3 separate regions of the Gossypium hirsutum genome follow, and regions 2 and 3 are each linked to region 1. The links are chromatin contacts, called in public Hi-C maps. All regions are on one chromosome and are shown on one strand. The core of a region is the stretch at or near the end of the contact, and the rest is flanking DNA. Distances in the headings are between cores, read along the strand shown. Region 1 has its middle 18 kb from the start of LOC107920690. Region 2 holds the start of LOC107939646 (histone H2A.6). Region 3 holds the start of LOC107940865 (multiple organellar RNA editing factor 9, chloroplastic).

Evidence for each region. A called contact is a pair of places that touch in the nucleus more often than the background predicts.
Region 2: a Hi-C map of hypocotyl shows a contact between it and region 1, with 2.8 times the contacts expected there. The contact joins the promoter of LOC107939646 here to the enhancer-like site in region 1. A contact is called at or near these places in 2 of 34 Hi-C or Micro-C datasets (hypocotyl and leaf).
Region 3: a Hi-C map of leaf shows a contact between it and region 1, with 3 times the contacts expected there. The contact joins the promoter of LOC107940865 here to the enhancer-like site in region 1. A contact is called at or near these places in 2 of 34 Hi-C or Micro-C datasets (callus and leaf).

What each region holds. Positions count from the first base shown.
Region 1 is chrA04:4,055,254-4,059,567 of Gossypium_hirsutum_v2.1, reverse strand. No RefSeq gene overlaps it. Among protein-coding and RNA genes, the nearest start is that of LOC107920690, 18 kb to the left of the region's middle. Within about 2 kb of position 2,822, at least 2 of the 9 cell types and tissues checked have an H3K27ac peak or open chromatin away from gene starts, as enhancers often do. A contact at or near this core is called in hypocotyl, where this site is marked.
Region 2 is chrA04:3,675,620-3,680,115 of Gossypium_hirsutum_v2.1, reverse strand. It overlaps LOC107939646 (histone H2A.6), which reads left to right and starts at 2,930. Exons shown (of 2, transcript XM_016873008.2): 1 at 2,930-3,208; 2 at 3,602-4,141. The coding sequence starts at 3,020. The coding sequence ends at 3,817.
Region 3 is chrA04:4,552,598-4,557,440 of Gossypium_hirsutum_v2.1, reverse strand. LOC107940865 (multiple organellar RNA editing factor 9, chloroplastic) reads left to right here and starts at 3,019. Exons shown (of 3, transcript XM_016874328.2): 1 at 3,019-3,044; 2 at 3,160-3,438; 3 at 4,655-4,817. The coding sequence starts at 3,019. The coding sequence ends at 4,817.

The DNA of each region.
Region 1 (4,314 bases), core at 1,573-4,072:
AACAAAATAATCCAATTTAGTGACGAAATTCTCACTCTATATATAACTACGAAATTCGTTAAAAAGCAAATAATATATATAAACAATAAAATTAGATTAAAATATAACATAAATATTTATACTATTCAAAAATTTAAAATTTAAATCCCATACTTTTATTTCTAAAAATAATTATTCAAACATGACCGCTTGACTCTTTGAATAATGATTTTATTTTTCACAATTAATTTAACTTTTTTTTTTCAATTTGATTTCTAAACTCCAGAGTTGTAATTCAGAAATTTATATTTTAAACCCATCATTTAAAATATTTTTATATTGAATTAAGACAAAAGGAAAAATAATTGAAAGTTGTAAATCATAATTAAAATATTTTTTCTAATATTTTATTGTAGTGGATGCATAATTTTACTAATGGCAATGATATCCAAAAATTAAATATTATAATTAGGCATGTGATTAGTTGATAGAGCTCAATTTTTTCATATTTTAGAAAGAAAAAAAACACTTTAATTTATTACAATTAATCTTTTATTAATTGATAATAAATTTACCTAATATTAAATAATTAAATACTAATTTTTTATTAATACCAAATCAATTAATTTAATATACTATATTAAATTAAATATTCCATATAATTTCTTTCTTAAAATGGACATATTAAAGAAAAGGAAATTATGGCGACTATAAAAAAATCTTATTAAAAGTCTCGATAATTAAATAAGTATATACGCTACCAAATTTAGTCACCAGCACATTTACGTTGTTTCAGTTTTTATAATGCCTAAAAGACGAAATAGTCATCCACGTGCATGACTGAATTTGGACTGGAATAGAATGTAATAGAAAATTAATTCCTTAATTATAAAAGTCCTTTTGCATTTAATTTAACCTTTAAGACGAAGTTAGAAAAATTTTTTAAGGACCGAATTAAGTTGCATATTTTTTTGAGAAATTATATCTTTATAATCTTTAAGGATTAAATTAAAATTCTATCATTATTGAATTTCATCATTTATTAAAACAATCCAACACTTAAATACATAATCCATTTTCTCCCACACGTTTTACTATTCCGAAATTCTTTGTTTCCACCATGTCCATAACTAGATCCACCAAGATAAAAGGAGTGAGCAATAATAATATCCAAAGTAATTGGAGTAAAATAAAATAATCCATGGGCTAAAAAAAAAATAGTTAATGACTCAGCAACTACCCCAATAATGGCATGAACATCACGATTAACTCAATCAATTAGCACTTAATCGTTTTTAACAAGCTTGGTGTTGTACTTTTATAACGACAATCAACATGGATTATTGTACACTTAAATTAATTAATTTAAAATCTTTTAAATTATAAAAGGATTAAAGATAAAATTTTCCATTTTAAGGAGCTTGCGAACCTCTACTCCATCCCTAATTGCATTATAATTTTTTATAATCTCAAAATTGAAATTTAGTTTATGTATATTTTTTACAATTAGGTCATGTACTTTAATTAAGATAACAACAACTCGAAATATGGACATAAAATTATATTTAAACTCGTCCATATTTAAAAATGGTTTTAAATCTATTCATATTATTTTTAATTTAATAATTAATAAATTTATATTTTTTTTCATTTATTAAAATTTTATGTATGAGCATCTTAACAATATTTTATGTTTACATCATAGTGTTGTATATGGCAATAGATTTATTTATTTTATGTGTTATAAATTACATAGAATACAAAAATAACACAATATAATATATTAAAATTTAGAAAATAGGTCAGGCTAAGCTCAGATATTGAATGTTTGAGCTTGATCTTGACCCATATTTTAAATGGGCTAATTTTTTACTTAGCCTATTTTTTAGCTTAATATTTTTTCTAAAACCTTCTAAATTTGCGGAATTTTTTCCCTTCAAAACACCTATTCTAAGCCATCACATAAACATGAGTTTTTTTAATTGAAAAAAAATCACATAAACATTTAAAAAAATTAAATATAAAAAAATTGAGTAAGAGAGGGACACAAAACATAATTTGACCTTTTTATAATATTATCAGCCGTTCAACTTGTGTCAATATAAGTGCGTCATGCATGTATTACATAAAAGTCTAAAGCAGAATAAGTGCATGGTGGAAAGGGATGGCCAATGACGATTAAAAAAATCACATCCAAAGTTGATTTTTTGGTTTAATCATTAAATTATACTTTTAGACAATTTATTTTTTTATTGTACAAACTACAAAGTAAAGGAATAAATTATTAAGGCCAGGTGAAAGAAGTAAATGTCTTTAAAGCACATTTCGCTCAGCCAGTGATATCTTTCCTTATAAGCGGGTTTTCATTTTTATCTTGGATGAATTTGCTATCTTTGAGGAGCTCTTGTAGGTCTTGGGATGCCAGTTTGAGCTGCCATCCTGCGCTTGTTTTATTAAGGATGATGTTGATGAATTTACGATCTTTTAACAGGAATTTACAGAAGGTAATATTGTGAGATTTTAGAAGAATAAATGAATATCATAGAGTGAGGATCATTGCTTTAAGCTTGGAAGGTGCGATGTGGCTTTTGACTGCAGACAATTTGATCGCCATTGTCATTGTGTATGATGGTTCACTCCGATTGCTGCAGATGTCAAGATGAAGCGCCCATGAAGTGTGTACCACCTTCTTCAATAGATAGAAGAACTTGCCGAAGACTGTTGATATTCAGAGTGAATTTGAAAGAGTCCATAATTGAGAGTTGCCTCCTAATGGATCGAACTATGAGTGATACTCTTACAGGTGAGTTCATTTCTTGCTTTCCATATTGACCACGACATGCAGATGCAGGCCGTATAAAAGTATCTCGAGGCTGAAGAATTGATTTCATTATTTTGAAGCTATGAAGTATGTACATGGACAAGTAATACATACGATACGAATATAGTGACATAGTAATTTTTAGAAAATGAAGATATAGATACGGCAATAAAAACAATATTAAAAATATTTATATTCATAAAAAAAAATCTAAAACTTTAAATCTAACCCAATATTTTAAATCAATTTACAAATAGCCCAAGATAAATCTTGGACTACCCAAAATAATAAACCCAAAAGGCAATCCAACCCAATATTTTAAATTGATTACTAATAGCCAAGACAGGCCTTGGACTGTTTCAATTTTGTCTGTAAAAACCTTTCATCTTTTTCAAGAAAACCTTAAAACTTTCAACCTTAATTTCAGTCTTTCATTCATTTTACGAAAAAAAAAAGAAAAAAAAAATCTAAAACTTTACTTCTTCTTTCATTCTCAACTGGGGTTTTTCAATCCGGTGTCTTTATCCATTGTCACTATGTTGGGAACATGTTCGTTTTTAGACACCCGTATCGTGACTCTGTCTGATTTTTTTACGTATTCGGACACGTCCTGATATGTCGGGACCGTGTTAGACACATGTATAACATAAGTTCAAAGAGGGATGAGCTATGTCCATGCTTACTAATTTTGAAACCATTTGAAAATGCAAGAATAGAACGAGGAAAGATTAAAACTATCAACACGCAAAAGAGAGAGGGGAGATCCAAACCATACTCAATTGAACAAACAGATGTTTTAAGGATTCTGCATATGCCTGGCATAGAGGACTGTTGCTATTTGCACCAACGTTGCAAAGGTAGTTGTTGTATATTTTTAGTAAAAAAAAGGATGATTTTGTGGGTTTTATTAAGTTTTAAGTTCAATCCAATAACAACTTCATTGGCCCAAACCCATGAAACCCAAATAAGATCCCACCCTCCTTACAAATCCTTGGAATTCTTCATTAAACCAGTTTTGTTAAGTGAAAAAAGCATAGCTTATCTTGATCATAATCCAACCTTCAACAACAATCTGGATATTTAACTTTTCTTTCCCTAACTTTTATTTCGAACTGGGCTAAAAATTAAGTAATTCAAGGGAAAATAAGGGATATTTAACTCTCTTTATTTTTCCTTACCTAAATTAAAGAAGTCCAAATAACGGAAATTAAAATGTGATAATTTCCTTTCCTTTTCCTTGTTTTTATGCAATTCAAGCAAATGATTCATAGTATAGGTAGATAGATAAAAGTTGGTAAAACAGTCCCAAGCTTCTAATAGATTCGAGCTCAAAGAAGTTTGAGATCAAAAAAATTTAAGTTCGAGAAAGTTCGAGTTTACAAAAATCTGAGTTCAAGACCGATCTGACTCAAGCTCAAAATAAATCTAAACCAAAACCTAAATTTATAACTGAACAACAACAATAGACATTAATAATTACTATAATTTTACAATATTACTAAAATAAAAATAGG
Region 2 (4,496 bases), core at 1,681-4,180, 380 kb after region 1:
GAATTCACTGATGTGAGCCATAATGGACGCATATTCTGCCATACAGAATGTGTATAGGCGGTGTTTCAATACCAATCGATTAGTTAGAGACTTTTCATGTAAAGGGTTTCTAACTTCTTCTATAAAATAGATGTCGTTTTCTCCATAAGCCCCTCCCACAACACATTTTTCGTAGGCACAACTGAATTGGAGACAGAGCCTTCTCATCAAGCTCATCCCATTCCTACTGATCTGAATCTGCGGGCTTTTGTCCTTTAACAACTTTCTTCAGGTCGTTTTGAACCAGTATTGCAGTCATTCAAACTTGCCATAATAGAAATTTGTAATCCCATCAAATTTTTCGATATCGAGTCTCATTGTTGTCATCTCTGAATGAGTCAATTGTAGGATCCTACCTAAGCTCTGATATTAGTTTGTTGGAGATCGACCCGTATAAACAACGAGAAAGAAGGAATAAAAATAATTGGGCACATCAATTTACGTAGAAAAACTCCTCCAATCAAGAGGACAAAAAACCACAGGCCAATGAGACTTCACTAATGAGCAAACAAACAAAGAGAGCAAGATAGAGAAATTTAAAACAAACCCTAACCCTGAATACAAAGCTTTTTGGCTAAAACGCAAAATTCCCTAAAAAGCTTTCTAAAACTCTCTCTTGCATTTTTCTTTAACATTGTGTTATTCTCCTTTGTTCTTTTTTTCTAGGGTTACTATAACCCTTTAAATAGGTTAAGATTAGAGTTCTAATATGACTATACTATCTCTGGTGTAATAAAAGATTAATTAGGAAAACTACCCTGCTGAGAGTTTAATACATAACTTCTTTAAATTTGGAATTGATCGCATAGTCATGACGTCTCGGACTCCTTGTCACGACGTCGCCACTACTTTGCCTTTGTTTTGAACATTGTCATCATTGCGACGTTGCGTGATTCCTCATCGCAACGTCGCCTCTACTTTGACTCTAGTTTGATCGAAAAATACGAGACACATTCTACAAATTTTGTTTCTACATCATAATCTAAAAGAGTAATTTGTTATGATTCATCTGCTATTAATTGCCAATAATTAGTACTGTAATCTTTCAAGAAATCAATATGTAAAGAAAGTGAATCATAATCATGTATTCTTTTATTCCCATACTTGTAAAAAAAAAGTTCCAAAAAATTAAATAATATAAAAAAATCAATTTAACTAAATGATATTAGAAACAAAATTACATGGACAATATTATTGGCTTAAAAAAAAACTCCATAATTGCCAACACAAAGATGAAATTAAAAGTATCCAAGAAGCAAAAACAAAAAAAACTTAGCTTGAGTTACTTTATATTAATTATTAGCCTAGATTCTTCTTTGTTGGACATCTATCAATCCTATTCCATTGGATTATTAAAACCTTTAACTATAATAGTTCATTTTTGTATTCTTTGGCTATTGGTATTTAAATTTGAATAATTTTATTGTATATTTGTTTTTTTATACAATATGTAGAATTACCCATAATCCCTCTCTAACCCATGAATAGGAAGATAATGCGCTTTAGCACACTTGAATCTATATCCTTTTGTATTAGCAACAATGCCTATACCAATCAAACTAAAACTCAATTGGCAACATAAGTAAAATATTTAAATGTAAATATTATTATTCTTATAATTAATAAAAAAATCATAAAAAAGAATAAAACTAAATCTTCAAATAAAGAAAAAATAATGTGTACATACATTAGAAATTGACACTTATTAATGTATTTAATATTATTGCTGACACTGCATTTTAGAGAACCTCTTTTCTCTAAATCTTTGAATAAATTGGACCCTCTATCATGATTCAATAGAAATTTCAGATAAAATCTTTTACATTTGGATTTGCATTATTTATAAAACAAATCACATTTCTACTTTGTCTTTTTTTCAATATATGGTTTTGCTTATTACATATGAAATGCTTAGGAATTCTCCATACAAATACTTTCCAAGAGTTTTGTCTTGGAACAATGATGGAAGATCATGATATATTTGTTCTTGTTCTTGAAAGGTGAAGATGCTTTATTTTGAAGATGCAAAATGTTTATCTAATTTAATTCCAAAAGATGCGAATCAAAACATATTATTGTAATATCTACAATATCTACTGCTCAATGCTAACTCGTTGAGTGTTGGGTTCATAATCTGTTGTTATTTGTATTGCCTAACCCCCTCTAAAAAGAAAAATACGTGAATCTCCTATATTTGCCACCCATAGTTTTATTCCATTTATCAATATTGCAGTTACAATAGTAGATTCACCACGACCCAAGTCTGAGCTTTGTGAAAGAATTGCATGATTCGTTTTCTCATAAGCTTTGGAAATGGCTCTAGAGGGGTCAACCCAAAATTGAAATTTAATTATTTTATATTTATTCTTAAGAATTTAATTTTTTTTATTTTTAGATTTTAAAATTTAAGGTCCAATTGTTAACATTGTTGAATTTATTTTGTTAAATTGAAGTTCATTACAAAAGTCAAAGTTCTGGTTACATGTTTACCATGTGAGTTTTTTTTTAACTTTAAAATGTCACACCAATAAATTTAACCAAAAAATCACATTAAGAATTCAACGGAAATAATTAACTGCGTTTATAAATTGAATTAATTAATAAATTATAAAAGTAGAGGGTGAAATTATGTCAAATTAAAGTTAGATTAAATCCAAAATTTGGATATAGTGGAAGGACCAAAACATAATTTATCCAAAAGAAAAAGGGAATTTCCCTCCAAAAGTTTTAACTGAAATATAAAAACCGAAGCGGTGCAAAGTTCAAATCTAACCGTTCATTTCATCACCATCCAACGGTTATCCTTTTCGATCCGTGTCCTCTCTTCCTATTGGCTAAACGCTTTACACTCTTCACTATATATACCCGAAACAATCGGCTACGGCATCACTTGTATATCTTTTACTTTCTACCCACTCTCCCGCAAGCCCCAACTCTTTTTTATATTTCTCATTTCATATAATTTCGTTGCTGATCTAAAATGGCGGGTCGGGGCAAAACTCTCGGATCGGGAGCCTCGAAGAAGGCGACATCGAGGAGTAGCAAGGCCGGGCTTCAATTTCCGGTGGGTCGTATAGCTCGGTTCCTTAAGGCTGGGAAATATGCTGAACGAGTCGGCGCTGGAGCTCCGGTTTACCTTGCCGCAGTTCTTGAATATCTTGCCGCTGAGGTATTGCGATGATTTTCTTTTTGTAATTCATTTGTTTTAAATTCTTAGGTATAATCGGTAAATTTGGTTAAATGAGGTGTTTATTTGGTTTGGTAACCTAATCTAGGGTTTCGAATTTCATTGTTCATTTAGTTATTAGAAGAAAAGATTTTCCGATTAAGTTTTCAAATGTGAGAAACCTTCAATAGTTTCTATGTTTTAAAAAAAAACAGTATCTTTCTGTTTCCGTCGGGCTGGAAAACTAGGGTTTAATTTCCCCCAAATTTGCTACTGTTTTCCAATTTTTATGTTTTTGGTGAAAATTCATACCTTAATAATTCAAATCAGAAGACATTATGGTATCTTTGTATCTATTATTATATATATTTATTGAATATTACATGTTTGTTTCAGGTTCTTGAGCTTGCTGGAAATGCAGCGAGAGACAACAAGAAAACCCGAATTGTGCCACGTCATATTCAGCTAGCCGTAAGGAACGATGAAGAGCTAAGCAAACTACTTGGAGATGTCACGATTGCCAACGGTGGTGTGATGCCCAACATCCACAATCTCCTCCTTCCCAAGAAAGCTGGAACTTCCTCAAAGGCATCTGGAGGTGATGAAGATTAGATTATGTCAACAGTTTAGACTCATAAAACCCTAAGGGAACCCCCTGATTTATCTCCCTCTGCTTACGTGATTCTTAGATTGAAACCATCATGGGTATTAGCTTTGAATGTTGTTTCACTTAGTTTTTTATTTATTAAGTTTGTAGTTTATTGATAGTGTTTAGTTAGTAGGTAGAATAAGGTAGCTTTAGGGGTTTTTGGTTGAATGTGAATAGAATGAATCATCAAGCATTATCTTCTACTTTATAGAAGAGTTGTGATCCATTTTTGTCATTTTATTGTTCAATCATTCATTAATGAAATGAATGCAACACTTGAGTTTCAATTGTGTTGTTTTTTTGAGACTATTTTTAGTAAGCTACTTGTTTATTTGTTATTTCAAATGTGATTCAAATGATGTGTTGTCATCCTGGGGAGGGGGGAGGGGGTTGAGAGTTGTGTTCCATTTTGATTAATGTTTGCATTTATTGAAGTTTGTGGGGTATTTTTGTAGAAGGGTTGAAGTTTTATATACATTTGTCAGGTTAAATGTTCTAAGTTTGGAAATCTAGATACAAAATACATTTTTGTTGGGTTAAAATGTTTCTAGGCATTCTTTTATCCCCAAATTTGTTGAGATTATGATTCTAAGTTGAACTTTTCTTATACAGAGTTTTATTTTTATATTTTTACTTTTGGAA
Region 3 (4,843 bases), core at 1,770-4,269, 500 kb before region 1:
AGGTTATAATGTTTTTGGGAATAGTTGTAATCCTTTGACTTTAAATGTCCTAATTAAGCTTTAGTTTACTTGAAAATTCATGATATTGGAACGCATTTAAGTGTATATTTTTCTCTGATTTAAGACTTTAAAAATTATAATTAATAATAGGAAGTGTATTAATTTTAAAAAAAATTATGAGGTGTTTAATTAAAAAAATTAATAGTTTCTGTTGCTACTCAAGTCTTGATTTTTAATACGTGTTTAATTTTTTTATCAAGTTAGTTTAATTTGCCCATTTTTTTCAGTTAGAAGATAAAATCTTTTAGTGGTTAAATAAATAATTATTATATATTCTAAATGACTTCAAAAGTTGATATTTAAGTTTAAGGTTTAAGCATTTTTTTAAAAATGTAAAAAATATAATAATATTAAATTTGTATTTTTATTCAATTCTGAATTAAATTAGACTCACGCTTGCAATTTTCATTTTTAAAAATGGGGTTTTTTATAGTTTTTGTATTTCAAGTCTAATATTTTTGTTTAAATTTTTTCAAATTTGAACAATACAATCCTTGGACAAATATATTTTCAAATAAAATATTTAATTTTTTTAAAACATTGAGGGTATATAAAGCGGTGATTAAATTTTTATTAGACACTTATTTAACACAGATTCAAATACTATCACCTTATTTTTTACCTTCAGTATTATATTATTTTCTTAATTTATCTCTCACATCCAATTTGTTTGTAAACATCTTTCACATCCAGTTTACTAAAATGAAAAAAAAGTATTCAATTATTGAGATTGTCTTCTCCAAACACAATACTCCAAACTTTGAATACCTTAACCAAAACTCCATCATTGGCCACTTATTTATATGCAAAATTGCTTGAAAGAATATCAAGTCCTAGAAGGTATTTTGTGGGGTTAAGGCACATGGGTCAGTTCCTAGGCCAATAGCTTGACACATTTTTGCATCAATAATAAGAGGATATCTCTATTTAATTTTTTCTATTTTTTCTTTATATATAATAAAGAGGCTGCTAACATTATTACAGTTATATATATATGGAGAGTTTTAAGATAGTATGACCATGGGGGGGCCTTGGAAAAGTTAGGATTTATTTTAAAGGGTTTCATGATGGAAATATGAAGAGTAATTGGTAGAACCTACTTCCTACATTTTTCTTCCTTTGTCATCATTTATGTTGAGAGCCATCACCAATTCATATTTTATTAAAAAAAAATAATTCAAAAAAACCAATATTCAGTCCGTAAAATAAATGAGGATATCTGTGATTATACAAGAAAGAAAAATGAATTAAGGTTTTCTCAACGTTACTTAATTATACTAATAACTCGTTCGATTTTCATGTTTGTTGAGATAAAAATAATAATTTTTGAAAATATTTTCTATTTTTTAAAAATTGAAAGACAAGTTTGATAAATAAAATTTCTTGAACCAAAAAAAATTGAAAACAATATTTTCAATAAAAAAATGAAAACACAATCGGTTACTATTTTTCTAGAAATTTAAATTAAGATCTCAGATTTAATATTTTAAAAGAGGAACATTTTTATGCATTTATATGAATTTAAATTACGACCAAGTTATTTAAAATTAAAAATCATTTTTATTATTTTTAATTTTGTAAAGAATTTTTTTTTAAATTTTCACATATTTATATTTTCATTTTCCAAAAATTATATTGTAAATTTTCAACCAAACCCTTTTTGGTAGGGAAAGATAAATAATATAGAACATATGCCTACAAATCCACAATTATAGGTTCCTTTAGCAATGCTATGGAGTTGAAATCACCACCCTTAGGCCCATTTGTGTATGGTAAATGGCCCACAATGGTTGCAATTTTAGGCCCATTTATGAATACTCGTTTATAGGGATAGTGTCAACTTCACAAAAATTACAAATGAATTTTTCACAAAATTGAAATAACATAATTGTTTTGGTTAAATTCCTAATAGATCCCTATACTATAGGGATGAGGTCAAATTAATCCCTCTCAATTTAATCTTTATATTATTAAAAAGAATCAAGTTTGAATTGTAACAAAGTTAACATTTATTGTATAAATAATGTCCTAAACTTTCAATCTCGCTAAATAGTAATTGATATGTTTTTAATAGTAAATGTTAACTCTATTTCAATTTGGCCTTAGTTAATTCTTTTAAATAGTATAAAGATTAAATTGATCCGTTTTATTGTAAAGGGACTAATTTGGTTAGGTCCCAAAAATAGAGAGATCTCTCAAGTGTATTCACCTATTTTTTTTATACAATATTAAGGTGGGAAACAAGGTTAATACGACTCAAACTTTGTGCCAAATGGGTATTTGATAAAAACTTTAGCCACTGTTCCATACAAGTCAAGACACCTTTTTTTTTTGAAGAGACAAGTATAATATGATGTAAAAACAAATATTTTATGTTTAAAATAGTGAGAATAACTTAAAATTTTTATGTAAATTTTTTTAAAAAATACAGTATAAGTGTTATTAAATATTTTTATTTACTTGAAAAATTATTATGTTTTAGAAATATGTATAAAAAAGACTTTGAAACTATATCAAATAATGTTAAAAAATAATAAAACAAATCTCGTTTTGTCAAAATAAATTTAAAATTTTAAAACATAAATCTATTTTTAGGTATAAATTTAAAAATTCATGCTTAAATAAAAAATAATCTATATATAAATTTAAGTAAAATTTTAAACTAATATTTTAGCTCGGACTAGAGTTAATTAACATGTATACTAATGATATCAATCATAGATCCGATTTTCCTCAATAATGTCTCTACTTAAAAAAAGAACATAAAGTCGAACATTACAAACAACATTATTGGAAAACACAAAGCACACAATCGAATCTAAAAACGATATTATTGAGAGGATAGTTACGAAATCGTAATAATTTTTTTGTAAAAAAAAACTCAGATCCATTAATTTGGGGCTTTCAGCCCAATGTCCCAAATTTATTAAGAAAACCCAAAATATCAAAAATATCAGCATGCCATTGCCAACACCATCTTCAAAGTAACCGAAAATAACCATAATAATTTCACTTCAATTCATCTAATCTCTTAGACCCTTACACAAATTTCCAATGGCAATTCTGTTAAACCCTCCCTCTTTCCTTTTACCCACAAAGCCCTTTCTTCCAACTCACTCCCCCTTCTACTCTGGGACTCAACTCACTGACTGCACCAACTCCTCCTCCTCCTCCTCCTCGTACTATCAAAGCTGCAGTACTTGACAGTGACTATTCACCCAAGAGAAGCAGCAGGAATGAACCCAGGGAAACGATAATGTTATCCGGCTGTGATTATAATCATTGGCTTATTGTTATGGAGTTCCCTAAAGACCCTGCTCCTACTAGAGAACAAATGATTGACAATTACCTCAACACTCTTGCCACTGTTCTTGGCAGGTGAGATGACTTGAAGCTTTCCGGGTTTTCTTTTCTTTAGTTGAAAATATGAAAGAATATGGAGTTTTTTTGTATGTTTCTTTTTTCTCTTCGGGATATTTCTTGGTTTTTTTATGAAAGGGGTTGTTTTCTTTTGCTGCCTTGCTGGGTAATGTCAAGTTTTGATGAGATTTTTTTTGTTGGTTTTGCTTCTTCTTCTTTTATATATATATATAGATTATTATTTTTTATTCCTCACATTCTAACACATTTAAAATTTTTGAAAAAATTTAATTATAATAATATTTTATGCATATTCATATATGATACTTACATAATTGAGTTGCTCTTCAAATGATGAAAAAATTAAAATTGAACTCAAATAGAAATTTATTGCTCGCTGCTCGACTCAAGCTTAATCAAATATTTTAAACTTTGCTTGAAATAATATTCAACTACTCGAATTTAGATTGATGGAGCTTATTTACACAATTTATGTACTCAAAAGCTCGAGTCAAACTTTCTTTTGTGATAACGTAGTAATTTGATTTCAATATATTAAAAATACATTTATAATAAAAAAAACTCAATTAGCTTTTGAACTAACTAAATTGAGTATTAAGATACTTGAACATAGCTCGATCATAAGTTATCGGGAAGAACTCCTTAAGATCTTAACTATTTACTTTGATCTCGATAGGTTCACATAAGTGAAGCTTGCAACTCATATGTCACTTATAGCTTTATAGTAAGCTTTCTTTTAGGTCATTTGCAGTCTTTCCAAGGACATGTATCTTAAATGAGCCTTTCTTAGTTATCAACATGAGACCCATGGTCGGAAATTCGGTCATCAAGTTATCAGTGTCTACTATCTGGAGAATGAGTTTTCAATGGCTAATCTTTTATATATAAATGAAAAGAAGAAGAAAAGGTCTTCTTAGCATTGTGTTTTTGCTTCTCCGTGTTTAGGTCTCTACTATTAGATGGTTTAGAAGGAACTTTCGTGATGGCAGCCGGTTGTCGAATCTGACTTCTTCTCACGAGGTTCCGAATCTAATGTTAAGTTGATGCTCATTGCGACGTAATATGTTAAAACTTAGTTGAGATGACTATGGAGGTCATTATGCGTGTATTTAGTCATTGTTACTAATACGGTAATCATTGTTCCGATGAGTATTGTGTATCTAGTTATTGTAATGAATAAATGCTAGCTGGACTTTATTTTCTTGTTATTCAGCATGGAAGAAGCGAAGAACATGAACGCGTTTAGCACCACTACATATACTGGATTCCAATGCACGGTATTGGAAGAAACCTCGGAAAAGTTCAAAGGTAAGAAGATTTATCATCGACCCTGTTTGTTTAAACTTTGTTGTTACTTATCCATGACTTTGGGATGAACTTTGTTCTTCCACACGTAGGATTT